Regions from separate parts of the Mus musculus genome. Here all the other regions are linked to region 4. A link is a contact called in public HiChIP or PLAC-seq and promoter capture Hi-C data. All regions are on one chromosome and are shown on one strand. The core of a region is the stretch at or near the end of the contact, and the rest is flanking DNA. Distances in the headings are between cores, read along the strand shown. Region 1 has its middle 18 kb from the start of Jchain. Region 2 overlaps Rufy3 (RUN and FYVE domain containing 3). Region 3 holds the start of Grsf1 (G-rich RNA sequence binding factor 1). Region 4 holds the start of Ythdc1 (YTH domain containing 1). Region 5 holds the start of Csn3 (casein kappa).

Region 1 (5,101 bases), core at 2,216-4,715, 1.7 Mb before region 4:
TCCTTCCAAGATGTGGGCCCTGGGCTTTTGTACTGAGGTTCTCAGGTGTGGCAGCAAGTGAGTGCTACCCACTGAGTAATCTTGTTGTCCCATAAATTGTGCTTTTTGGGTGTTTGGTCATTCAATGAAAGAACTGACACAATGCTATACTTCAGAATTCTTGATAGACATAAGAATGAAATTTCTAATATTTTAATTTTGTTGAAATTGATGTTACAAGCAAAGAAAAATAGACTATATTATAGAAAATAATGACTTTTAGAACACCCCTTATACATCCACACATGACAAAAGATTTGGTGGAAATAGCTCAAAATATGGTATTTTTTGTTTCAATTTCCCTTTCATCTTTTTTCAAATACTCTGTAACTAGTGCACATTTTCTACACACCATTATGTTTTAGAAGATGCTTATTATTATCTGAGAAACAATTATTTTGTTTTGAAATTATGAATTGCAAGGCCCATATCTAAACATGATAAAAGCAATCTACAGCAAACCAGTAGCCAACATCAAAGTAAATGGTGAGAAGCTGAAACCATCCCACTAAAATCAGGGACTAGACAAGGCTGTCCACTTTCTCCCTACCTATTCAATATAGTCTTTGAAGCCCTAGCCAGAGCAATTCGTCAACAAAAGGAGATCAAGGGGATACAAATTGGAAAGGAAGAAGTCAAAATATCACTATTTGCAGATGATATGATAGTATATATAATTGACCATAAAATTCCACCAGAGAACTCCTAAACCTGATAAACAGCTTTAGTGAAGTAGCTGGATATAAAATTAACTCAAAAAAAGTCAATGGCCTTTCTGTACACAAAGGATAAACAGGCTGAGAAAGAAATTAGGGAAACAACACCCTTCACAATAGTCACAAATAATATAAAATACCTTGGCGTGACTCTAACTAAGGAAGTGAAAGATCTGTATGATAAGAATGTCAAGTCTCTGAAGAAAGAAATTAAAGAAGATCTCAGAAGATGGAAAAATCTTCCATGCTCATGGATTGGCAGGATCAATATAGTAAAAATGGCTATTTTGCCAAAAGCAATCTTCAGATTCAATGCAATCCCCATCAAAATTCCAACTCAATTCTTCAACGAATTAGAAAGGGCAATTTGCAAATTCATCTGGAATAACAAAAAACCTAGGAGAGCAAAAACTCTTCTCAAGGATAAAAGAACCTCTGGTGGAATCACCATGCCTGAACTAAAGCTGTACTACAGAGCAATTGTGATAAGAACTGCATGGTACTGATATAGCGACAGACAAGTAGACCAATGGAATAGAATTGAAGGCCCAGAAATGAACCCACACACCTATGGTCACTTGATCTTTGACAAGGGAGCTAAAACCATCCAGTGGAAAAAAGACAGCATTTTCAACAAATGGTGCTGGCACAACTGGCAGATATCATGGAGAAGAATGAGAATTGATCCATTCTTATCTCCTTGTACAAAGGTCAAATCTAAGTGGATCAAGGAACTCCACATAAAACCAGAGACACTGAAACTTATAGAGGAGAAAGTGGGGAAAAGTCTCGAAGATATGGGCACAAGGGGAAAATTCCTGAATAGAGCAGCAATGGCTTGTGCTGTAAGATTGAGAATCGACAAATGGGACCTCATAAAATTGCAAAGCTTCTGTAAGTCAAAAGACACTGTCAATAAGACAAAAAGACCACCAACAGATTGGGAAAGGATCTTTACCAACCCTGAATCAGATAGGGGACTAATATCCAATATATATAAAGAACTCAAGAAGGTGGACTCCAGAAAATCAAATAACCCCATTAAAAAATGGGGCTCAGAGCTAAACAAAGAATTCTCACCTGAGGAATACCGAATGACTGAGAAGCACCTGAAAAAATGTTCAGCATCCTTAATCATCAGAGAAATGCAAATCAAAACAACCCTGAGATTCCACCTCACACCAGTTAGAGTGGCTAAGATAAAAAATTCAGGTGACAGCAGATGCTGGCGAGGATGTGGAGAAAGAGGAACACTCCTCCATTGTTGGTGGGATTGCAAGCTTGTACAACTATTCTGGAAATCAGTCTGGCGGTTCCTCAGAAAATTGGACATAGTACTACCGGAGGATCCCGCAGTACCTCTCCTAGGCATATATCCAGAAGATGTTCTAACCGGTAAGAAGGACACATGCTCCACTATGTTCATAGCTGCCTTATTTTTAATAGCTGGAAGCTGGAAAGAACCCAGATGTCCCTCAACAGAGGAATGGATACAGAAAATGTGGTACATTTACACAATGGAGTACTACTCAGCTATTAAAAAGAATGAATTTATGAAATTCCTAGGCAATTGGATGGACCTGGAGGGTATCATCCTGTGTGTGGTAACCCAATCACAAAAGAACTCACATGATATGTACTCACTGATAAGTGGATATTAGCCCAGAAACTTAGAATACCCAAGATACAAGATACAATTTGCAAAACACATGAAACTCAAGAAGAAAGAAGATCAAAAAGGTGTGGACACTTTGCCCCTTTTTAGAATTGGGAACAAAACACCCATGGAAGGAGTTACAGACACAAAGTTTGGAGCTGAGACGAAAGGATGGACCATTTAGAGACTGCCACACCCGGGGATCCATCCCATAATCAGCCTCTAAACGCTGACACCATTGCATATGCCAGCAAGATTTTGCTGAAAGGACCCTGATATAGCTGTCTCTTGTTTGGCTATGCCAGTGCCTGGTAAACAAAAAAGTGGATGCTCACTGTCAGCTATTGGATGGATCACAGGGCCCCCAATGGAGGAGCTAGAGAAAGTACCCAAGGAGCTAAAGGGATCTGCAACCCTATAGGTGGAACAACAATATGAACTAACCAGGACCCCCCCAGAGCTCGTGTCTCTAGCTGCATATGTATCAGAAGATAGCCTAGTCAGCCACCATTGGAAAGAGTGTCCCCTTGTTCTTGCAAACTTTATATGCCTCAGTACAGGGGAACACCAGGGCCAAGAAGTTGGAGTGGGTGGCTAGGGGAGTGTGTGGGGGAGGGTATGGGGGACTTTTGGGATAGCATTTGAAATGTAAATGAAGAAAATACCTAATAAAAAAAGAAATTATGAATTGTAAGCACTTAAAAATATTTAAAGAGAAAGTTGTGTTTATGGAACATTCATTTACTTTGCTAGTACAATTGCTAGTTGCTCTGAGAGATATGTGAAGGAAAAACAACTCTTTTTACTTTCTAGATATGTTCCTATTTCACCTATTGGCAGAACTAATAGGAAAAACTTTGCACACAATATATTACAAATATGGTTGGAGGTAAGAGATGAGTTGCACTATGAGCCATGAGGGAAGAGAGTCATTAAGGCTTGGCATAGTCTTGGAACAATGTTAACCAAATGGAGATTTTCACACTCAGAGAGTTAGAATCTTCTAGAATTATGCAAGCCAGACAAAGAGGAAGAATCATTAGGGAAGTCTAAGAATATTGCCTTTCCTTATGCATGCTGCTGGGCACCAGGGCAGGACTGTGTGTGAGATGAGGCACTATGGGAGCAGAGGGTCTTGACCTGCGTGCTGTAGGGTCTGGGTTAGTGGGCACAGCTTTATTCATTGAGCAGTTCTTTCTGTGTTAGATTATAGTTCAGCTTGTTCCTTCCTTCTTGTTTGGAGGGCTTCTCCTCTGCTAGCATGGGTTTTTTTTCTTTCTTTCTTGTAATCAGCTGATTGGTGTTTTTAAATTGAATGGCCTCTATATTCAAAACATTCAAAGGGAGAGCAAAAGGCTGTTATTGAATAAGGTGAGGCAGAGAGGCAAGGAAGTACAGGTGGATAAAAGTAAATATTATATCCTGTGGTAAAATGGTGATTATTTTACATTTCCATTTAGGGGTGAGCTGTTAGCCTGAGTCACACTGAAACTTTAAGGTTTAATGAAGTAGAAACAGACTTGTCTGTCCACCCCCCCCCTTGTCTGTTTTAAGGTCAACATTTTTGGTTCCCTTTTTGGCTCTTAGTAACGACTTTTGGTTTCATGAGTACATGGTTGTTTTAGTCAGGGTTTCTATTTCTGCACAAACATCATGACCAAGAGGCAAGTTGGGGAGGAAAGGGTTTATTCAGCTTACACATCCATACTGCTGTTCATCTCCAAGGAAGTCAAGACTGGAACTCAAGCAAATCAGAAAGCAGGAGCTGATGCAGAGGCTATGGAGGGATGTTCTTTACTGGCTTGCTTCCCTGGCTTGCTCAGCTTGCTTTCTTATAAAACCCAGGACTCCTAGCCCAGGGATGGCACCACCCACAAGGGGCCCTTCCCCCTTGATCTCTAGTTGAGAAAATGCCTTACAGATGGATCTCATGGAGGCATTCCTCAACTGAAGCTCCTTTCTCTGTGATAACTCTAGCTTGTGTCAAGTTGACACAAAACCAGCCAGTACAATGATAAATTATATTTTGAAGGTGGTAGTTGAAACTGGATTAAATGTGACAAGAGGAACAGATAGGAATGCCTAAATAAACAATAAAAGTAACTCAAAACTCTCTTTAAAGATGTGTTAAATGCCTGGGCATGGGCACCCCTTCATTCCAGCTCGGGAGGGAGAGGCATGTGGACCTCTGTAAGTTTGAGGCCAGCCTGTTCTATGAGATGAGTTCTAGGACATTCAGTGATGTTACAGAGAGAATCCCTGTCTTAAAAAAACAGAACAAACAAATGAACAAACAAACAAAACAGCAACAACAAAAACCAACCAACCAACCAACCAAACAACCAACCAACCAACCAAAACCCACCACCACCACCACCCACAAAAAGTATTAAATTTGTTACTCTGATCTGAACAGCCAAATTTAAATGTGTTGTCGACATCTTTAGATGATCCAGAAACCTGGAGGAAGAGTCTCCATGATAATGCCTGCCATGTCTAATTCTCATAAGATCAGCTGGACCCTGCGCATCATCATTCTACTTCACCATGCACAGAGTGAGAAGCCCAAGCTTTTCTCAGAGAACTGACTTGTGCCTCTGGAGATGCTGCCACAGATGGTATGTATGGGCCTCTGGACTGTCTTATGTTCTGTTACCTTCAGATATGATTTTATTCTGTATAAGTTGTC
Region 2 (5,336 bases), core at 217-2,716, 1.8 Mb before region 4:
AAGGATTTACCTTCCGATTGGATTCCAGTAGATAGGAGCTTTCTTCTTTAACTCGTTCCATTTCTTCTTGTAAGGTAATAATTCTGTTGTTGGCAACGGCAAGCTGTTGACCAAAGGAAAAAAAAAACCAAAACCTTTTATTCTTTGATTAAATAGAATAATTTATGATCTGCTAAGACATAATTTCCAGGCTTGACTATCCTTAGGACTCTATAGCTAAGGGAAGCTATCCATCACCCACTAAAATTTTCCCTATCATCCAGATATATGGTGCACACCTGTAACCCCAGCATTCTGAAGGCTGGGGCTACTAAGCTCTCTTTAGCTTCAGCTACAAAATGGGATTCTATCTCAGAAAAATAATTGTCCTAATGAGGAACATAGGAGAAATATCTCTCAAGTAGGTAAAATAAAAATAAAAACCACCCAATATTGCTTCTTTAAATGTGAATACATTGTTCTGAGTGTGTGCCCGTGTTGTGTGTGTGTCTTGTGTACACGGGCGCACAGGCCAAAGGTTCATACTGAGAGTCTTCCTTTAGGTCTCTCTCCCTTACTCTTGAGGCAAGGTCTCTCACTGAACCTGAAGCTAACATTTTGGCTTAGAATGGCTACCAGTGAGGCCCTAGGACTTGCCGTGTCCAGCCCCGAGGGCTCAGGCCACAAACACAGGCCACCATGCCTACCTTTTACCAGGTTCGGAGCATCCAAATTCAGGTCCTCATGCCTACACAGCAAGCACACCATGCACTCGGGGACCTTGCCTGCTCTGTGACCTTCTTCCTACACTTCAACACTACGAGTGTTTACTTCAAGGGCATTTCCATGGCTACCTTCTAAACACATCTAGGAAGAATGCTTCTAAAATGTTCAGAGTGAGGTCCTGTCTCAAAAACAAATGATCAGAAGACAGTGACACACTGCCTAAACAGGGGTTCATAAGGTATTACTTGCTGTCATGGGAGTTGTGTTATGAACCCTCCAAAAGATCTTTTACAGGTAATTCCAGCACTTAGGAAGCTAAGGCAGGGGTTTAAGTTTAAGGACAGAGTGGGCTAAACAAGACTATTTAAAAAAGATGCAAAATTAATATATTATCTATCTATCTATCCATCTATCTATGTTCTCAAGAAAAACTAATTAGCATGTTCCCAATTAGTGCACTGAATTTATTTAAACCAAGTTTATCTCACTGTACATAAATAGGCAATTAGAAACAGCAAATGAGCTTTGCAATCTGGATCACTGTACTTAGATCTTGATGGAAACATTCTATTAAACACAGGCTAAGCTACAGATTTCACCTCCTAAGCAGATTTCAAACGTGGGTTTCTCTTCTTGTTCTATGGACTTTCCTGAGAGCTTTCACATTTGTATTCTTTCCTAATCTCCAGAGTCATTGTAGGGCTGAAAGAGGAAGTCTGAGCACCCTCCTCTGCAGCCAGTGGGGGACCCGGGCTTTCTCAGAGGTCAAGTGAGCAAGTGAGTCAGGCGCACATGACAGTAAGTGGCTCATCTCAGAAGCAGGGCCACTGGGTCCTGGCCAGTGCTGCTGTGTCAGCCATATTCTAGAGCAAAGACTGGTCAGGCAGGGGTCAGAGCTGTGTTCCAGAGAAAGCTCTGTCTAAAGAGGTGGTGGTAAGGTGTCTTTGTCTAGTTGCACCACATCAACAGTGGCCTAAATGCTTACTGAATCCTGAGTATCATGCTGTATGTTAAATACTCCAGGCTGCTCACACAATTGCCTGGCAGCACAGCTATATAACTGCAGTGGGAAAATCAGGTCCTGAACACCCAGCCCGGACAAGCAGTTCTTTTCTATAGCAGTTCTCATCTGAAAAGTCAAACCCTTCATGTCCAAGGTGATAGGAGTGATCAGTCTCTTAAGTGTAAAATATTAACTTTTACAGGTCAAATAATTTCCAAAACACTTACTTCTTCTGTCAATTTAGTGTTGGATTTTTCTAACAGATCTACTTTTGTCTGAAGGTTGTTTACAGTTGCACTATTGAGAGAAGAAAACAAAATGTTAAGTTTCTTTTGAAAAACAGGAAAACGGCCTGCACTTGCCTTCCTAACCCCACCACACTTAGCAGTCTATATCAACTATCTAATAGTTTAAGTAGTACTTATTAATTAGAGTGGGTTTATGATTATTCATATATGCATACATACAACATGTTTTGATCATCTCTGGATTCTAATACTCTCTTTAATGCACCCAATTTCTGCCAGACTTGTTTGCTCTCAGACAGCATACAAAGAACTGTGCCCTTCGATGCTGTGTCCTCGGCATGGGAGGCTGTACTCAGTACTTGTTCTGTGAAATCACCGAGTGAGTGTGATATGATGCGTTCTAAGCTCTCCCTAGCGACCCGAGACATCACAGCCTATGCATACAGCAGTTACTCCTGCGGTGTCTCACTGCACTCTGTTGTTAACCTGTCTCAACAGCATTAGTCAGGTGTCTGTAACTCACATGGAGACAGACACAGAAAGGTAAGAAGAGTAGAGCTCGTACTGGAGTGTCAAATATCACCACAACTTAGCTTGGCTGATGTCGTCACAGAGTTTTACGGCCATGTTTACTTCTTGATTCCCCAGAGAAAATTGACTTAAAATTGTTCTTGAATTTGCTAGCTGGAACTAAGACTACTCAAAATTTACATTGATACTGTGAAAGGTTGCTAGGAATGAAGAAAGGAAATAAAAGGGTCCTTTGTCACCATCCTTTCTGTAGGTACCATCTGAAGTATGAATGTCAATATGCTAGCTTCCTCTGAGACGAAAGACATCAGTCATTATAGCATGGTAGAAAATCAAAAATAAATACATAAATAAAAAAATATAAAGGATGCCACTACCAAGCACTATTGTGGAAAACCCCCAAGCTGCTCCCAACTCATTCTCAAGTGTTTGCCTTCCCGGTCATCCAGGCAGTCGAGACAGATCTAGAAGTAACAAACTGCGACTGCGAGGTTACAGAGACACCGAGGGCACAGGTTTGGCTTTAAATTAGCCCCAAGTCACAAGTCAAAGGCAAACTGACTGTAATAGCTGGTGCAGGCATTCCTTCCCGGCCCTGCGATTCGGGTAGAAGGCGGCAAACTGACCATAAACACATACAGCTGGTTACTGCCTTTCCATCTTAGACACACCCTCACAGCCAGGCTACCTAGAGCCCAATTAGTAGACCATGAGGAGAACTCCGGCAACTGAAGTAAATACGTCTTCCCTGCCCCTGCCCGCCAGGGCAGAGCATTGACGGCTTTTGCACCCAGGCTCAGGTTACCGGGCCTTTTCCTTTCCCACTGGGATGTATCTTTTCCTTGTGTACATACAGATGGGATTTTCCCCTCCTCAGCTCCTTGGCAGCTGTTATCACCCGTGGCTTGCCTGCCTGGCGTTTTCCCTTAAGTTCTAATAAACTGTGCCTGAGTTTCCTTCTGAGGTTTTATTTTTTTGTAACGTGCATGGGTATTCTGTTGTATGTATGTCTGTGTACCATGTGTGTGCTTGTGCCCACAGAAGCAAGAAGACGGCATCAGAGCCTCTGGGACTTGAGCTACAGATGGTTGTGCGTCCTCATTTGGGTAGGGGGAATTGAACCTGGGTCCTTTGGAAGGGCAGTCAGAGCTCAAAACTGCAGAGCCATCTCTCCAGTCCCCAGGCCATCTGAATATTACTTTATCAATGTGACCAAAGATCTGCAAAGCATACTGTACTCTGCCTCTGTGCATACAGGAACTTGAAACTGATTATAGGTCATTTAAGAATAGATTTATGCTGAGTGCGGTGGCTCACACCCTTAATCCCTGGACTTAGAGGTAGAGGCAAGTAGATCCCCATGAGATCAAAGCCAGCTGAAAGTTCCAGGCCAGTCAAGGGCCACATGGTAAAAGCCTGTCTCAAGAGAGAGAAGGGTGGTAGTGGTGGGGAATGGCTTTCATAACAGAACTTACGAAAGTTCTATAAGCTACAAACAAGATAATAATTAATCACTATGTTAATAATTCTTCTAAAATTATTAAGCCGATTTTAACACAAGAATATCAAACTGATCCTGGCAAGTTTGAAATACCTGTGGGAGTGAAAGGTAATATGTCAATCAGTGTGGAAGTGAGAGACGCAAGCGCACAAACATGGGTAAGGGATTAAAATAGTGGATGCTTTACCCACCACTAGGAATGCAGAAGGTGGCTTAATCCATGGCTACGATGAAGCATACATATCATATGTTCTGTAATCCTTAACTGAATATCTGATTTAATCTCTGGTTACAATCTCCTGATGACCCCTTATTGCCTCCCACGAATTAGCTTGGACTGGTAAACAGGAACGCTCCATGTATTTGGTGAATACTGACTCCACCGGTCCTTAGTACTTTTATGTTTTATGTTTCCTTTCTCTGTCAATAAACCCCCAATAAAACAACTTTATTCGTTCTTTACTTCAGATGTCTGTTGAGTTCTTCTACATAGTTCTTCTGGTCTAGGATCGCAGTAATCTGTCCATCCCTGGAGGAAACAATGATGGAGGAAACAGGTAAGATGGAAGACAGGAATACCGAGACCCCATCCCTCACCCCAGCATCCATAAAGCAGGAAATAGGAATACCAAGACAGCATCCCTGTTCTTATGACAGACTCTTGCTACACAGCCCTGGTTGGATGGGAACTCAGAGACCTGCCTGTGTCTGCCTCTTGAATGGTAGGATTACAGGCATGAACAATCACCCCTGGCTTGTTTCTTTTGGAGCATTTCTTATCTCCCAGGTTCAGCCTGCCAGGGTAGGACATGGGTGTGGCACAGCAACACCCAGTCTGTCTAGAGTTTCAAGACCTACGTCAAGCTATGGAGAACTGGCTGGACGTGGTGACTTCACACCTTCGGATTCTACTGCTGAGGAGTAGAGGCTGCAGGAAAGCCTCGGGTTCAAGACCAGCTTCATCTACACAGTGAGCCCTAGGACAATATGGACTATGATATGAGTCTATATCTCAGAAGAGCAAAACAATATGGAGAATTGGACTGATTTTATATCTTTATCACCTCTGCCCCCAGAATACCTAGCAAGAAAAGCATTCACCTAGAAATCCTTCTAACTGTAGGCCCAAAGCAGGCATTTTGTCGCGACTTCATTAAAGCTATATAATCAAATATTCTTCTGCCAAATGTGCTAAGGCAATATTGTTGTAAACTACCCATGGACGCATATGTTACATCAGAGACAAAAGAAATTTAATTTTTTATACATACCCTTCACTACCTTTACTACTGTTTCCATCTTTGAGATACATCGAAAAATCTATAACTCCAACCTACAGAGAGAATTT
Region 3 (5,288 bases), core at 276-2,775, 1.9 Mb before region 4:
GTGGGTTGAGATCTGCTCCTCAGGTGCCAACTAAGACCATGGAAAAAAGACAGATATTTACAATTCACAACAGCAGCAAAATTGCAATTATGAAGTAGCAATGAAAATACTTTTATGGTTGGGGGGGGGGCGCACCACAAGATGAGCTGTTGTAAAGATGTAGCATTCGGAAGGTTGCCAGCCACTGCTTTAGGGTTTGTGTCTCACCGAAGAAAAGAGGAAGAACCTCTTCTACACATCTCGGGTATAAAAGGAACAAGCCGGTCAGGTTTTCTATTCTTTCCTTCTTGGACAGAAATATGTTTTCATTTGTGAAATACCTGGTTTTCTTAAATCTAAAAGGAGTCCAGAGTAAACAAGCCAAAGTTTAAGCCCAACCATCTTAAATGTCTCAAAGGTAACTTATCAGAACGTAACCTTTCAAAAGTCTGTACTGGGGCTGGAGAGATGGCTTATGGGTCTAGAGTGCTGGCTGCTCTTTCAGAGGACCCAGGTTCAACTCCCACCACCTGCATGATGGCTCACTGCTGTCTCTAACTCCAGGGCCAGGGGATCCGATGCCCTTGTCTGGTCTCCGTGGCCACACCCATATATTAATACATTAAACTAATAATAAAAAAGTCCGTATTGTTTTAAGATGAATACCATAGGATGACTGCCATTACATAGTTAACTTAAAAAAAAAAGTTTTAGAGCTGGCACTGGGATAAAGGTGAAACAGTGGAAAATGTAGGCGGTTTCTTTACTTCTGGAAGTTGAACAAGAATTGAATTTCAAAAACTTTGAAATATGTTAAGATTTTCCACGATAGAGAGCCCTATATTGGTCTCCTCACCCCCACGAGGAGGTTGGGGTGATCTAAGCGATTACCCTGCCACGGAACTACACTACCCAGTCACAGAGATGCCTCCTAACCCCACCCCCGCCACAACCAATCAGCCTCTCCTTCATATTTTTACTCTAAGAACTCCCATTTGTCTTTAGTTTTTTATTTTTATTTTTTTACCTTTGACAGGTCCTTGCCACATAGGAGAAAACTGCACAACCACTCATGTATTTATTTGCAAATCTCTACACCTTCACTTGTGACTATATTGTCTAAGGAAGGCTTTATTTTATATAATATATGATAAATATTATATACATATCTCACATATACTATAAAATCAGTGCTTCCGTTCAAAACAAAGTTGGCCTTCTGCACGAATTTTGAGGTTGGGGTATCAACGCCCCCTCAGCGTCGTCCCAAAACGTTTTAGAGCTAGGTAACCCATTCCTTCCGGAAACTTCGCCGGGCCTCGGTGACCCGCAGACCTCAGCTCTAACCTGAGCAGGAGAGCCTGGGACAACTTCCACTCTGGAGGCGCTCAGGTCACCCCACCCACACCCTTACCGGCGGGAAAGCCCCGCCCCGAGGGCGGAGCCTGGGCGGGGCCGCTCGCTCACCTCCGCCTCCGAGCCTCGTCTCAGCCCCGGGTGCGCGCGGCGCATGTGCCCGGTGCCCCCTCCCCCGCCCTGGATTCCACTTCCCCTCCGCTCGCGCCACAGCGGCCACCTCCAGGCCCCGCGCCGCCTCCGGAGCCGATGGCCGGGACGCGCTGGGTGCTAGGCGCGTTGCTCCGGGGCTGCGGCTGCAACTGCAGCAGCTGCCGGCGGACCGGCGCCGCCTGCCTGCCTTTCTACTCCGCCGCCGGCACCTTCCCGTCGGGCGTCTCTGGCCGCCGCCGCCTGCTGCTACTCCTCGGGGCCGCCGCGGCCGCCGCTTCGCAGACGCGGGGCCTGCAGCTCGGGCCTGCGGCCGCCGGGAGGCTGGCGGGTCCCATCCCTGCCCGTCCCTCCGCCGCCGCGGCCGCCGCCGCGTCCTACTCGGCCCTGCGCGCCCCGCTGTTTCCGCGATCGCTGGCAGCCGCCGCGGGCCCGGCGCGGGGTTACAGTCAGGTACGTGGCGCCGCGCGCGGGACCCTCGGCGGCCGCGCGCCCGCGTCGGTCTGTCCGCGAGCGCCCCGCGTGCGCGCCCGGGGATCCGCGGCACGCACCGCACCCCCGCCTCCCTCCCGCTCCGTCCTCCTATTGGGCACGGGAACAAGGGACGCTCTCACGGCCCCGGCTCTTCTTGTTTTGTTCCCTCCGAGTCTGGGCGGTTGGGCAGTGTAAGTGTGGCTGGGGTGAATGTAGAGGCCTTGTTTCCCGCCGGGCCCATGGTAGGTTTTGGGGGCGCCGCCGACGCCCCCCACCCCGACTCCCCCCTAGCCTTATGCCCGCTGGAGGTGAAGCTGAGCGGCCAGAGCCCGCGGAGGGTCGGGGCCGGCCGTGCGTGCGGTGGGAGCGGTAGGCCGGGCGGCTCGGGCCTCCTCGGCCGGCCACCGACGCGCAGCCCCGCGCGCACGGGAGCGTGGGCTAGCCTGGGACAGCCCCCGCGCGTCCCTCTCCCTTGTCCGCGGGGAGAGGCGGGCGGTCCACCTGACTGAAGGTCACCTCTGCAAGTCCACTCGCCTTGACAGAAGGACCTTTGGTGCAGCGGGGCTCTGCGGACGCGGAGAGCTGTGGGGAGACCGTGGGAAACTGGGAGAGAACGTGTGTGTGTGGGGCGGGGGCGTCCGTGGGTGAGGACTTGGGGGCTTCGGTTGTCACTCCACGATCTTTTCCCTTGTTTCCCGTCTTTTCAGAAAGACATTGTAAGAATTCATATTGCAAATATTTGGTCCTCTGTATATGTGGGACATTTCTCTTTTGCGGTTTATGTGGCATCTGGGAAGTGTCTACCTAACCTGGTAACGCCACTGGCCATGTTTATCTTAATTTAGTTTTGCGTCTGCTTGAATTAGTGATATCTGGGTGGTTCATCTGCATGGCTGATGTCTGCCAGTAGCTGAGCTAATTGATTTGAATCCCGGCCCAATACTTTCTGCTGCACTATTTATTTATTTATTTACTTATTTATTTTGTAAAGATGTTTATGGAATTCTGGGGAAACAGAAAGTAGCAGTTTGAGCCCCCTGCCGCGCCTGTCTCTGCTGTTGCCTTTTCTGTTTTTTTCCCTTATCCACTTTCTCTTACATTAGTCTTTTCAAGGCGTTTACCCATGTCCCAATGCCTTTTTATTAACTTCCTTTGCCTACAAAGTGAAGTATCCCTTCATAGAGCCCAACACAAAATAGCCAGCTGCTGTGCCTTTTGCCTTTGGCTCTTCATTTTACTGTCCAGTTTGGGCAAATGTGTTTGCTGTTTTTCACATGCTAACACTTCCCCTCCCCTCCCAAATTGTAATGTCCTATCTTTTATATCTCCCATCTTTATTCTTTTTTTCCCCTGTAGTTTTCTATTTTTTTAATTTACAGGATTTTGTATTTTTATTATAACACTTAAGGCATCTTGTTCTGTATCTTGCCTTGTTCCAGATAATCAGTGCTTTGAGATGATGGTTTGAGGTTGTGTTTTGTGTATGGGGTGATTTTCAATTAAGCGGTATAATTTGTCATTGTATGGCTTTTAATGAAAGTACTCTTACTCCCAGGGTTTGGAAAGTAGCCCTGCCCTTAGTGGTAGTACTACCACTGGAATGTACTTGTATATCACCTTAGGATATAAAATATAAACGTAAACCAAAGCCATCCTGGTATAGCTAGCCTGGTAGCCAGCACTTGGGAGACTGTGGCAGGATGGTGGTGCATTTGGGGTAGCCTAGGCCACATGGGCGAACACTTTTCAAACGAAACAAAACCAGAGGGTGGAGAAGTGTGCTTCTCACCTCTGAAATAATCTCATCTGCATCTGTTTGTAGAGTTAAGCAGTTTTTCTAAGTAGGTTGTCAAAGAAATGTCTTTACGATTGTTTTCTTCTTGAAAGGAATCCAAAACTACCTACCTGGAAGACCTCCCACCACTGCCTGAGTACGAGTTGAGCCCATCCAAGCTAGGAGACGAGGTGGATGATGTTTATCTCATTCGAGCTCAGGGGCTGCCGTGGTCCTGCACTGTGGAAGATGTTCTTAACTTTTTCTCAGGTATGTCTTACGTCTGTTTTAAAGAAGCAGTTTTGTTGGAGGCAGCTGTGAGGGTGAGGAATAGTCCCGTTCTGGCTGATAATGACCCTTCCATACCATGTGCTGATGCTATATGCAGAACATGCAGATTTAAGACTGAATATAACAGAAGTCAGTAATGCTGAAGTTACAGAGTGTGACGCCAGTTAACAGTCATGTTTTACTATGTGAATAGCTAGAGGAGCTGTTCGTGACATATAACTCGTACATTGAACTGAGTTCTCTTTAATACGTTTGAGAGATTTCCCACTGTGCGGTCAGTTTTTATTGCTGCTATCTGACTGTGATTTTAAGTCTTCCTCTTAAAACTGAATGTATCAACTAATGTAAACAAGATGGTGTCATATGAATCAGACATTTTATAAGCCACTCACCGGTTATTTTTTGGGTTTGCATAGGAAATGGGCAGTATAAAGTTGTAAAGTTAATTACTGTAATGATTATTTTTACAGAAAGTACTTTATGGACATGTTTTTAAAGAAAGACAACTAAGAATGAACATCAGTTGCTGGTTAATGATTGGGAAATGATGCGTTCTGTGCTTGGTTTGCTGTGCCCTCTCCCCCCCAGCACTCTCTTTGTGTGTCTTGAAGCTCACTCTGTAGACCAGGCTGGCCTCTGCCTCCCGAGTGCTAGATTAAAGCTGTATGCCATCCATCTTCTCTATGTGGAACATTTTTAGACTGCCCCCTTCATTAGCATTTGGATGGTTTCAGTGCCTGAGCTTATGTACAGAATCTGGGAGAAGTCGGGGGAGGGGAAATAATAATAAAAGTATATTTGAAAACTGAAGAATTCGGTAAGCATTTTTTGGTTCCTGCATTGTTGTGATGTGTAAAATTGAGACAAAGCTTTGCCTTCTGTGTTCAATGACTTTAACCATATATTTTTAGACTGCAGAATCCGAAACAGTGAGAATGGAATACATTTCCTCCTAAATAGAGATGGGAAACGGAGGGGCGATGCCTTAATAGAGATGGAGTCCGAGCAGGATGTACAGAAGGCCTTAGAAAAGCACCGGATGTACATGGGGCAGCGGTATGTGGAAGGTGTGTGACTCAGGCTGACTTTGGGGTCTTTAGACTTTAAACTTTTCAAGGCAGTTGTGATAAAATCTTCAACAATGATACAGTGATTAAATGTTACACATCTTAAAGATCTTAGTTTACTATTAGAATTAGGTTTTGTTATAGCATTTTTCAAACAAAATTTTAGGTATTATTTTACAGCTTGTGAAAGTGAAATT
Region 4 (4,806 bases), core at 764-3,263:
CTTCCAGTAGGTATTTACTAGCTGCTAGTATAGAGAAATAATCTTGATTTTAACTATAAAAAAGTCACTTGTACCAGAAAATTCAAATAAAGCACAATTAGAAAAATTAAGTTTTAAAAAACTATTTCCAAATATTCTAAGCATTGGTGACGAATGACATCACAACTCAATAATCGAGTTTTTGTGTTTAAAGTGCATCTTCAATATTAAGTCCACTTCTAAAAGCAAATGATCATTACTTCACTGTGCATTGTTGTATATTACTGATTTCTAAATTATCTTCACTTTAATAGAAACTATACTGACAACTGAATTTTAATCGCTTTTGTGTTTGGTTCATCTACCATGGCAGCCACCAAAACTACTAAGTCATAAATCTTATCCTGCCAATCAAAGGTTGAAAGGATCTTCAGGTTTTTTTTTTTTTTTTTACAACTGACTTTATATAATAAGATAGTCCTTTATTCACTATCAGAATTCTTCCTTCACAGTCCTTCAGAATGTCTCGAGGAACAGGTTTAGTTTCAGAATAAAAAATAAACTGCAATGTGTGCATCGAGAATTGCTTCAACTGGGCAGTGATGGCACATGCCTTGCACTCAGGAGGCAGAAGCAGGCAGATCTCTCAAGTTTGAGGCCAGCCTGTCTGCAAATCAAGTTCCAGAACAGGCAGGGCTACATGGAAACCATGTCCCTAAGGGGGGGGGGGGGGGGAGGATGCTTATGACAAAGACAGATCTTTAAACATATTCCCACTCAAGACAGACCAGAAAAGTGGAAAAAAGCTTTAATGACTGTTCAGCCCACTTAACAAATCTCCACCTCAAATTTAATGAGCCACAAGCAGAGATTTGTGAAATGCAGGGCAGCAAGTGTGCACTATTTTCTTCTAAGACTGTCGCGATAGTCCCAGAGCTGAGAACTCTCTCAAGACTGCATCCCATCTAGACGAGTATCTTCTATGGTCTGGATCCTATACTGGCATCTGTGGTCTCTATATAGTATTTCAGAAGAAATGACATTTTATCAACTAAAATGTTTTCTTTTTATCTTTCCAAGTCTCTCTAGCCTCCACCTACGTATTCCTCGCTGAATCTTTTGAGAACTCTGCACTATTCTGGGAGATCCGTTGCTAGGACTTTTGGAAGAAGGGGCATGGGTGTTTGTTTGTTTGTTTGTTTTTTTCCTAATATCTTTCTTTCCAAAGTAAATACTCGAGGAATAAAAGAAGCGATTCTTAGCTTATCCAAAAGATCAGTGAGAAGCTACTTACAGGTATTTCTCATGATTAATAATCCACCTGAATGAATTAAACTAGTCTACTCACTAGTCTAACAATGCTAACTGTGACGTTATTTTCGAAAAAAGTCAACCAAAAAGACGACAGTTCAGAAAAATACGCATTACATCCGCATAATCCGGCCAGGAAACGTGCCCGGGGGCAAGTTCCTCAAAGCAAGCCCTCTCCCAACCGCTCCCGGGAGTGACGAGAGAAGCAAAGCCCTGGTCGAGGTGGGAGCCGCCGCAGAGACGAGGACGCCGGGCCCAGCAGGCCAGGCCTCGCAAGGAGCGGGTCACGATGCGGCCGCCTGCTCTGCGCGAGGCCCTAACCTCCCGCCTCGCCCGCAGGCCGCGGCTCCTAGGTCCCCTCGCCCGGCCGCCCCGAGGCCCCGTCCTCCACACTCACCTTTCTCCTCCCGGCTGTCGGCCGCCATGGCTGCCCTCCGGCTTCCGCCGCCGCCACCGCCGCCGCCGGGACGCGAGTCGCGCGGGCGCCGCAGACGCGGCCGCAGGCGCACGAGTCCGTCCGTCAGTCCGTCCGGCGGGCCGCGCGCTTCGACCTGACCTGCTCCACTCAGCTTCCTACGCGCAACCCTTCCTCCCGTGCTCTGGTTCTCTTCCCGCCTGGCTCTCTGGCCTCGGTCGGCGCGGGCTTCAGCCTTCCTGTTGGGGTTCGGCCACCACAGAGACAAGGGGGAGGAGAGAGACACAGATGGCGACGCCGGGCGGCGCTAAAATGGAGCCTGCTTCCTGCGCGAAACAATCCCGCTCCCGAAATGCCTTGCGCTGTTTACGCTCTGTGCCTCTCGCGGAACGTCACAGTGCGGGGAACCGGGGCGGGGGCGGAGGCGGGGACGGGGACTGGAGCGAGAAGCGGGACGTAAGAGGGCGTGACTTCGGCACGTCGTCCCGCCCCGCGCGCAAACTTGACGTCCAGGGAACCGCCCTCGTTCCAGAGGATAATCGGTATTTAGGCTTCTCTGCTGTGCTTCCTACAGCTCAAGGATGCAGACATCTCACCAGAAACGTTTGGAAGGCCTTGAATGGTTAGTGTGAGACACCATCAGAAAGGGTGTTATGTCTTTCTTTGGTTTTACGAGACAGGGTTTCTCTGTGTGGCCCTGGCTGTCCTGGAACTCACTCTGTAGACCAGGCTGGCCTCGAACTCAGAAATCCGCCTGCCTATGCCTCCCAAGTGCTGAGATTAAAGGCATAAACCACCACTGCCCGGCTATGTCTTTTTTATATATTTAATTTTCTTTTATTTGATTAGTAGTGTCTACTACTTCTTTTTAAATATTGTTCTAGGACCAGGGGTTAAGAATAGCTTTATTGTTGGGTGGTATTTGGGCTCATCTTTAATCCCAGCACTGGAGAGGCAGAGGCAGAGGCAGAGGCAGGAGGATCCCTGTGAGTTCGAGGCCATCCTGGCATACAGATTGAGTTCCAAGACACCCATGGCTACACAGAAACCCTGCTTCAAAAATAAACAAACAAATGTGTTCTCCCTCAAAGGAAGTCTGAGTTTATCTTCTAGTTAAGGCAGCCAAGGTTTGAGTAAACAAATTGAAAGTTGTGCTGACGCCAGGAGTGGTGGTGCACACCTTGAAACCCAGCATTCTGAAAGCAGAGGCAGGGGAATCTCTGAGTTAGAGCCCAGCCTGGTCTATAGAGTGAACAGTACTGGGATAGCCAGGGCTACAGTGAAACCTTAGCTCAAAAGAAAAACAAACAAAAAAAAATGGAAAGGAAGAAAAAAGACAAAAGGGAAAAAGAAAATTGTGAACTTTATTAAAAAAAAAAAAAGCTAGCTAGAAAAGGGTGATGCATACCTTTAATCCTCCCATTAGGGAGGAGGCAAGCAGATATCTGAGTTCAAGAACAGCCTGGTCTACAAAGCAAGATCCAAGACAGCCAGGGCTACACAGAGAAACCTTGACTTGGAAAACAGAGAGAGAGACAGACAGACAGACAGACAGACAGTTGCTATAGTGATAAGACCCCTTTTTATGGAGAAAAGCTAGTACAGAGGCCCTCCTGTGGAGGTGAAGACTGATGGTAAAAGATAAGAGACAATAACAAATAAGCACTAATTGTCTTCGGAAAGCACATACAAAGACTTTATGAAGATCTGAGGGGCATTCCAGTAACCAGGAATGGAGGTGAATGAAGATCTGCGGGGCATTCCAGTAACCAGGAATGGAGGTGAATGAAGATCTGCGGGGCATTCCAGTAACCAGGAATGGAGGTGAATGAAGATCTGCGGGGCATTCCAGTAACCAGGAATGGAGGTGAATGAAGATCTGAGGGGCATTCGAGTAGCCAGGAATGGAGGTGAATGAAGATCTGCGGGGCATTCCAGTAACCAGGAATGGAGGTGAATGAAGATCTGCGGGGCATTCCAGTAACCAGGAATGGAGGTGAATGAGAAGACAAGTACTGAGATGATGTTTGACAAAAGTCACTGCCCACTGGTGGTGGCATCACATGCCTTTAATCCAAGCACTTGGGAAGCTGAAGCGCAGATCTCTTGGATTTTAGGCCTGCGTAGTCTAAAAGCAAGTTCCAGGACAGCCAGGGCTACACAGAAAAACCAAACCAAACAAACAGTAGTACGAGATCTTCAGGGAAAATAACTTGGAGTAAGCCTACTGAAAGGTAGGAAGTGAAAACACCCTGGATACTCCAAAGAACCATCCTATAGAATGTAAAAGCAAGTCTACACACGTAGACTTGTAGTTTGAGCTGCTTGTCAGAATCCCTTGGATGATAGTAGAAGACCAGCCAGTCACATTTACCACTTTTGGTTTTATTTCTTGGGAAAGCCTCACTTTCTCAAAAAGTATATTCTTGACTCTCTAGAATTCCATGACCCTCATGCGTCCACCTCACAAGAGCCGGTACATCCTAGCATACTGGGGTTTATAACACTTGGATAGAGAGAAACGATCACTTATTCTGTCTTTCCCATTCAAATTGTAACTTAGAGGTACCAAAATAAGTAACTGGTAATGCCAATGTGCCATAGTCAAAGAGCCATACAACTAAGACATCACCATTTTGCAATCACTAATGAAATAAACATCACTGCAACTAGCTATGTGTAATACATTATATGTACATATAGTAATTAAATAAAACTGGGTGTGGTGGCAGAGGCCTTTAATCCTAGCATGGAGGAGACAGAGGCAGGCAGATCTCTGAGGCCAGCATGGTCTACATAGTAAGTTTCAGGGCAGCTAGGGCTACACAGGGAAACCCAGTCTTAAATAAACAAAAGACAACAGTAGAAAATCAGATGCTAGGTGCCTCCTCGTATTAGGACTTCTATCTATGGTGACTCGTTGTATTGTCAATTTGACTAGACTCTGAATTATCTAGATTGGTGAGGCACACTTGGGTGTTGTAAGTTATGGTATCTGCTCAGAAGCCCCAAGACCAAATTCTCAACAAAAAGGAGATATTTACTTGCCTCAGAAGAGCAGAGGTTAAGAGATAGAGGATGTGGAAGAAGGAAAAGGGGAC
Region 5 (4,835 bases), core at 629-3,128, 1.1 Mb before region 4:
GGTGGGGGAAACTGAATTTATCTGCAGATTTAGCCAGTGCAGTAAATCTCTTTTCTCAAAATAAAAGAAACACTGAACTTGAAGTAAAAATTAGTTTAAAGTTAATTTTTGACTATGAAAGTATCACTAAGACATAATCATCTATTCATTTGATCCAATCTACTGGGATTAAGAGCTTTGCCAAATGCTGAGAATATGGGGGTGCAGCCAGGGCTTGGCAGCAAACTGCAGGGGCTTCTGGATAAGGGATTTGTAATCTGCACCAAGCTAGAGAACATCATAGATGTTCTAACTGATGTGCTGTCTGAGGGAGAGAAAATTAGCAAGTTTAGAACCCAAAATGTAAAGATTTTGGTGTTCTGTGCTACAGACCAAGGCGTGGCTCCATGAACTGAAAATCACGCAGTGTGAGAAGACAAGGGTTTGAACCCGGAATCTCCTGTGACAGTGTAACAATTGGGAAATAATTTCCTCCTTCTAGGCTTTACATTTGTTACAGGACCTCAAACTGGGTCATGTCTGTGGCCCTTAATCAATATATCACAGGAACTCATTGGAGGCAATGTTTGTCACAATGTAAGTTTACTTTTCCAGTAATATACATGATATGACTGATTTCGCTGCTTTAATGCAGTATAGACATGGCAATTTAAACATATTTGAGCAAGTTAAACACACCAGCTAGTCTTTTCCTAACAAAGTCCTCTCCTCATTTAATTTTAATAGTTCTTAGGTAATAACACAACACTTAAAACTTCTAATATGTTAGCATATATTGTATTTGTGGTGAGAATACTGTATTTTACTGAAGCTATTGTTTCTGATACACTTGTGTAAACATGAGCTATGGAAAAATAAGCTTTATAAGTATCACAGAATCAACACCTATATGACCCTACCCTGCAGGAGGAAAAAGGAAAGAATATCAAGCCCATTTATCTTTCCTGATGTGAGTCTCTGATGATGAGAAAGGCTGTTTGCTAAACTGACTCCAGAACCACCTCTTAAAAAAAAATCACTGAATTTCTAATACCTCATGTGTAATCAAGTTTGTAAAACCTATGCAAAATATTTTCTTGAGAGGATAGAATTCCTTGTTAAATCCATTATTTTCTAATTACCTTTTCAAATCATTACCTGAAAAATAATATTTCTTTGTTTTAATCACAGACTCCTCTTCAATAATTAAAGAATATATTTTAATATTTATTTTATTTTTACATTAACACTTCATTATAGATATCACATTGCATAATATATAACACATATAAACATATGTAACATTATATATATTAACATTAAATGATAAGAACTCCTTTTCAGTAGAAAGCTAAGATTTTACTTTATAGCAGATACATAGTGGTATATGCTTGTGTTTGTTGCTGTCACTTTCTAAGGAGACATGATTTTTGAAAATATGAATTAAATTAGCTTTGAAAGGCATGTTATAATATAATATAATAAGATATGATATGATATGTAATTACACTATAATAAAAGGAATTATGAGTTTTAGGTAGAGATAAGATTTGAAGATAATTATTGGACTATTTTGAGTATTATAGTTCTATCTTTCTGAAAAATTAACCCTCTCTTTTTATAGCAGTAGTAGGCTTACTATAAATATTATAGTTAACAATGTCTCATATAATTTGACAGTATCAAACCTAGACTTTAAGACAAAGCATAGTTAAAGGAAATGTGATTCCAAAATAACCTTGATGGTTTCCGAAGTAGCTACTCTACATCATCACTGCCCTGGGCAGATGGTTAGTTACCTTTATTTGGAGTCAATTCTTGCTTGGCAGTAGGGTTTGCCCGGCCTCTTAGCTGCAGAGAAGACCCAAGATAAATAACGGAGACTAATTACAGGGTATTAGTACCGGTAGTCAGATCTCATTTCCCTCCTACTTTTCACCCAATAGGATGATGACAGAAAGGCAAGATTTGAGGTCACCAGGGTCACCTGCAGGTCAGTCTTAGTCAGCACACAGCAGGCCGGAAACAGATGTGAGTCATAAGCATGCAGGGAAAACAACCAAACTCCTTAAAGAATGAATGTCCTGTGCTTTCTAAAAATATAGGAAAATGTATACAAATGTACTAATTGCATTCTTAACCTCTATCATTTCATCTAGTTGAAACTAAAGTTATTGCTAAAATAAAATTAAAACCCAATAGCCACAATTATTTTTCACATTTTAAGTGTTTTTACTTGAAGAACTATGTCTTCAAGGGACTTTATATTTAGTATGGTCCATGTTGGTCATTGTTCTTCCAAATGTACAACTACTTATTTTAAAAATAAAAATCAGCAGTCTTAATTATGTGTGCGTTTTGTAAGTTAAATTCATGCATGAAACATTTTCTTTGCTGTGAAGGCTGAGCATTTGCGTTTTTGCTTCAGCGTGTATTCCTCAATTGTTCAAACATTGAACACATGCTGTTTTAATGAACCCCTAAAGTGTCCCATTTTGGATGCCCAATATTAAGTAACTGAGTTAGGAATCATTGTTCTATTTTAGAGTCAGATCATTCTGATTTAGCGCATGGATTGCAAAACTGCCAATGCTGTAAAAATTTTAGTAAAATGAAGCCAAACATGTATTTTGCCTAAATGATATCCTGCTTTACCTGTCCCTCCCCCCACCCCAGGGTAATGCTAACAATGACTTTGCTTTGTGAAAACCTCATCAGAGGTATTTACTGGAATCCCTGCAGAGCAGCCAGAATGCAGAGCAGAAATAATGTCAGCATTGTATAATTTTTATGTATTCCTGCCTGTTTCTGGGAACCATTACACGTCTTAGAAAGCAGGGAACATTGTTCTGAATCCTGAGAATACTTGTGCAGCTTCTCCACAATAAGCCCTGGCTTTCTATTTCTTAGAAGTTTGCTTCTCTCGTTCTTTCTCTGACACACACAATATACAAGCAGCCTGTGTATGGAGACTGTCAGGTCATCCTATTGCCTCAAGGGCCTAGGAATAAAGGTGGACATTTATGGTCTGGTTATGGTTCATCAGACTCTGAAGATGCTTTATTCCATTCCAGTCCTTTCTCAATCATCAATTAAGAATACATGCTTTAAGCTGTTTTATTATTTGATTAAAAAATAACCAAAAAAGACTCAAATGTATCTAAAAATATATATATATATATGTGTGTGTGTATATATATATTTATACACATACATATATAATTTCAGAAGGGGAATATGTGTCCAGAATAGCTGAGTGAATTCTGGGACCCCTTCTCTTCAGAAAAGCATTTCTGGCGTGGGTCAACCACTCACTCACTTCAAAGGGAGGGGCTTGCAAAGCTACACTGTATCCTCTGACCCACTCGGATTATTCACATCGTGTTCCAGGCATTTTGAATAAAAAAGTGAACTAAAACACATCCAGTCACTTCTACCACGACACAGTGCACAGTCAAGTCCAACACTTACTCAAATGCTATTGGCATGGGACATTCTAGTCTAAGGCAGTCTAAGTCTGAGTAGCTTTGAGCGGTCATTGCTGAGGTTTTGAGTTGAATTAAGTAAACTCAAACATGTAGCTATCTTGATGTTCTGTCGTTCTTCAAAGGAGAGCAAAAGGGATCTACAACTCTCACACCTTTAGATCTCTAAGGAGAATAATATGCTGCTGAATAAGACCCAGGCTGTAGATATTTAGTAGTCTGAAACAGATTCACCACCTTTGGTTTTCTGAATGCAAAGCAACCTCATACTATGAGAGGAGAGACAGGAAGCGTCTAAGTCTGCTCCCAGCACTCTTTCCTATGGGTCCTAAGAGTGTATATCCATATAATTGTTCAATTAGAGGGGCTGAGAGGAGGTTGCTATGACGATACTATTTCAAGCAATGTGAAAACAATTTAAGTAAGTGGGAAGATAATTATTTACGTATGGTTACTCTTGTTGCTAACACCTTGCTTATATTTTGTTCTTTTAAACCTCTGATAACCATTATAACTATTATTTCTTTGCTGATATTCATATAAGTGTAGCTTTCTTTCCTGACTTTCAATTTGACTTCTTGGTTACCTCATTAGTGCTATAAAGATCTCAATAAACTATTGTGTTCTCAGAGGACAATGTTTCTGACAGCAGTTTCAGTGCAAAGAGCTCTTTCAGTTTCCTATTATACATAGTTCTTACCGGAATGATGGGCATTTTAGTATAAAAATCTGTATGAGATCTTAGCTGTAAATAATAATCATAAAAACCTACAACAATATTCTCATAGAAATTGCATTTTGTAAAGGTTAGGTATAATATCAAGTTTTCTCTCTTGCAGTTGATTGACTTAAATCAACAGCTAGCACATGCATAGTTCTTATTAAAAGGAGACACTAGGGAAAATAACACAAAGCCAGACTATCTGATTGTATAGAATGTGTAGAGCAGGGTTTCTAAACCTGGGAGTCACGAGTTCCCCAACTTTTTCACCGGGACCACATATCATATGACCTGCATATCAAATATTTACATTATGGTTCATAAAATTAGCAAAATGACAGCTATGAAGTAGCAAGGAAAAGAGTTTTATGGTTGGGGGTGGGGTTACCACAACACGATGAACTGCATTAAAGCGTTGCAGCACTTGCAAGATTTAGAACCACTGGTCTAGACAGAATCTTCAGAGACTGGGAGGAGATACTCCAAGTCTCCTGGTGCTCAGAGTGAACATGATTTTTACCTTAGCATTAGAGCAAAGCTGAGTTGATGCCTCAGTAACTAGTGTCTCTAGATTTCTGTAGTTATTGTAAAGACACAGACAAAAGGTAAGGAATGAGAGCAATTTCTATTTCCATAATGCATTATTTTCT

The links. Promoter capture Hi-C pulls out the DNA fragments that hold promoters and counts their contacts. HiChIP or PLAC-seq counts read pairs in DNA pulled down with a chosen protein or histone mark.
Region 1: a contact with region 4 is called in an H3K27ac HiChIP or PLAC-seq map of microglia, with 11 times the contacts expected there. The contact joins the enhancer-like site here to the promoter of Ythdc1 in region 4. A contact is called at or near these places in 5 of 39 promoter capture datasets (the C10 cell line, the HPC-7 cell line, hippocampal neurons and 1 more), 2 of 115 datasets of contacts at active chromatin or transcription factors (microglia and pro-B cells) and 2 of 9 other capture datasets (adipose tissue and macrophages).
Region 2: a contact with region 4 is called in an H3K27ac HiChIP or PLAC-seq map of bone marrow-derived dendritic cells, with 8 times the contacts expected there. The contact joins the enhancer-like site here to the promoter of Ythdc1 in region 4. A contact is called at or near these places in 3 of 39 promoter capture datasets (cranial neural crest, hippocampal neurons and pre-B cells) and 4 of 115 datasets of contacts at active chromatin or transcription factors (bone marrow-derived dendritic cells, embryonic stem cells, neural tube and 1 more).
Region 3: a promoter capture Hi-C map of hematopoietic stem and progenitor cells shows a contact between it and region 4, with 4 times the contacts expected there. The contact joins the promoter of Grsf1 here to the promoter of Ythdc1 in region 4. A contact is called at or near these places in 8 of 39 promoter capture datasets (the 3T3-L1 cell line, hematopoietic stem and progenitor cells, hippocampal neurons and 3 more), 3 of 484 Hi-C or Micro-C datasets (CD4 T cells, the G1E-ER4 cell line and pre-B cells), 8 of 115 datasets of contacts at active chromatin or transcription factors (embryonic forebrain, embryonic hindbrain, embryonic stem cells and 5 more) and 2 of 9 other capture datasets (adipose tissue and liver).
Region 5: a contact with region 4 is called in a promoter capture Hi-C map of cranial neural crest. The contact joins the promoter of Csn3 here to the promoter of Ythdc1 in region 4. A contact is called at or near these places in 2 of 39 promoter capture datasets (cranial neural crest and hippocampal neurons).

The regions. Positions count from the first base shown.
Region 1 is chr5:88,507,590-88,512,690 of GRCm38.p6, reverse strand. No RefSeq gene overlaps it. Among named protein-coding and RNA genes, the nearest start is that of Jchain, 18 kb to the left of the region's middle. Within about 2 kb of position 3,465, at least 66 of the 459 cell types and tissues checked have an H3K27ac peak or open chromatin away from gene starts, as enhancers often do. A contact at or near this core is called in the HPC-7 cell line, adipose tissue, macrophages and 3 more, where this site is marked.
Region 2 is chr5:88,627,206-88,632,541 of GRCm38.p6, reverse strand. It overlaps Rufy3 (RUN and FYVE domain containing 3), which reads right to left. Exons shown (of 18, transcript NM_001289774.1): 6 at 5,260-5,321; 7 at 4,452-4,517; 8 at 1,936-2,005; 9 at 11-103. Among named protein-coding and RNA genes, the nearest start is that of Grsf1, 46 kb to the left of the region's middle. Within about 2 kb of position 1,466, at least 77 of the 459 cell types and tissues checked have an H3K27ac peak or open chromatin away from gene starts, as enhancers often do. A contact at or near this core is called in bone marrow-derived dendritic cells, where this site is marked.
Region 3 is chr5:88,672,408-88,677,695 of GRCm38.p6, reverse strand. It overlaps Grsf1 (G-rich RNA sequence binding factor 1), which reads left to right and starts at 1,525. Exons shown (of 10, transcript NM_178700.5): 1 at 1,525-1,938; 2 at 3,847-4,003; 3 at 4,936-5,091. The coding sequence starts at 1,585.
Region 4 is chr5:86,801,473-86,806,278 of GRCm38.p6, reverse strand. It overlaps Ythdc1 (YTH domain containing 1), which reads right to left and starts at 2,013. Exons shown (of 17, transcript NM_001347375.1): 1 at 1,688-2,013. The coding sequence starts at 1,715.
Region 5 is chr5:87,922,622-87,927,456 of GRCm38.p6, reverse strand. It overlaps Csn3 (casein kappa), which reads right to left and starts at 1,878. Exons shown (of 5, transcript NM_001356570.1): 1 at 1,779-1,878. All of the region lies in intron 2 of 1700066N21Rik (RIKEN cDNA 1700066N21 gene), which reads left to right.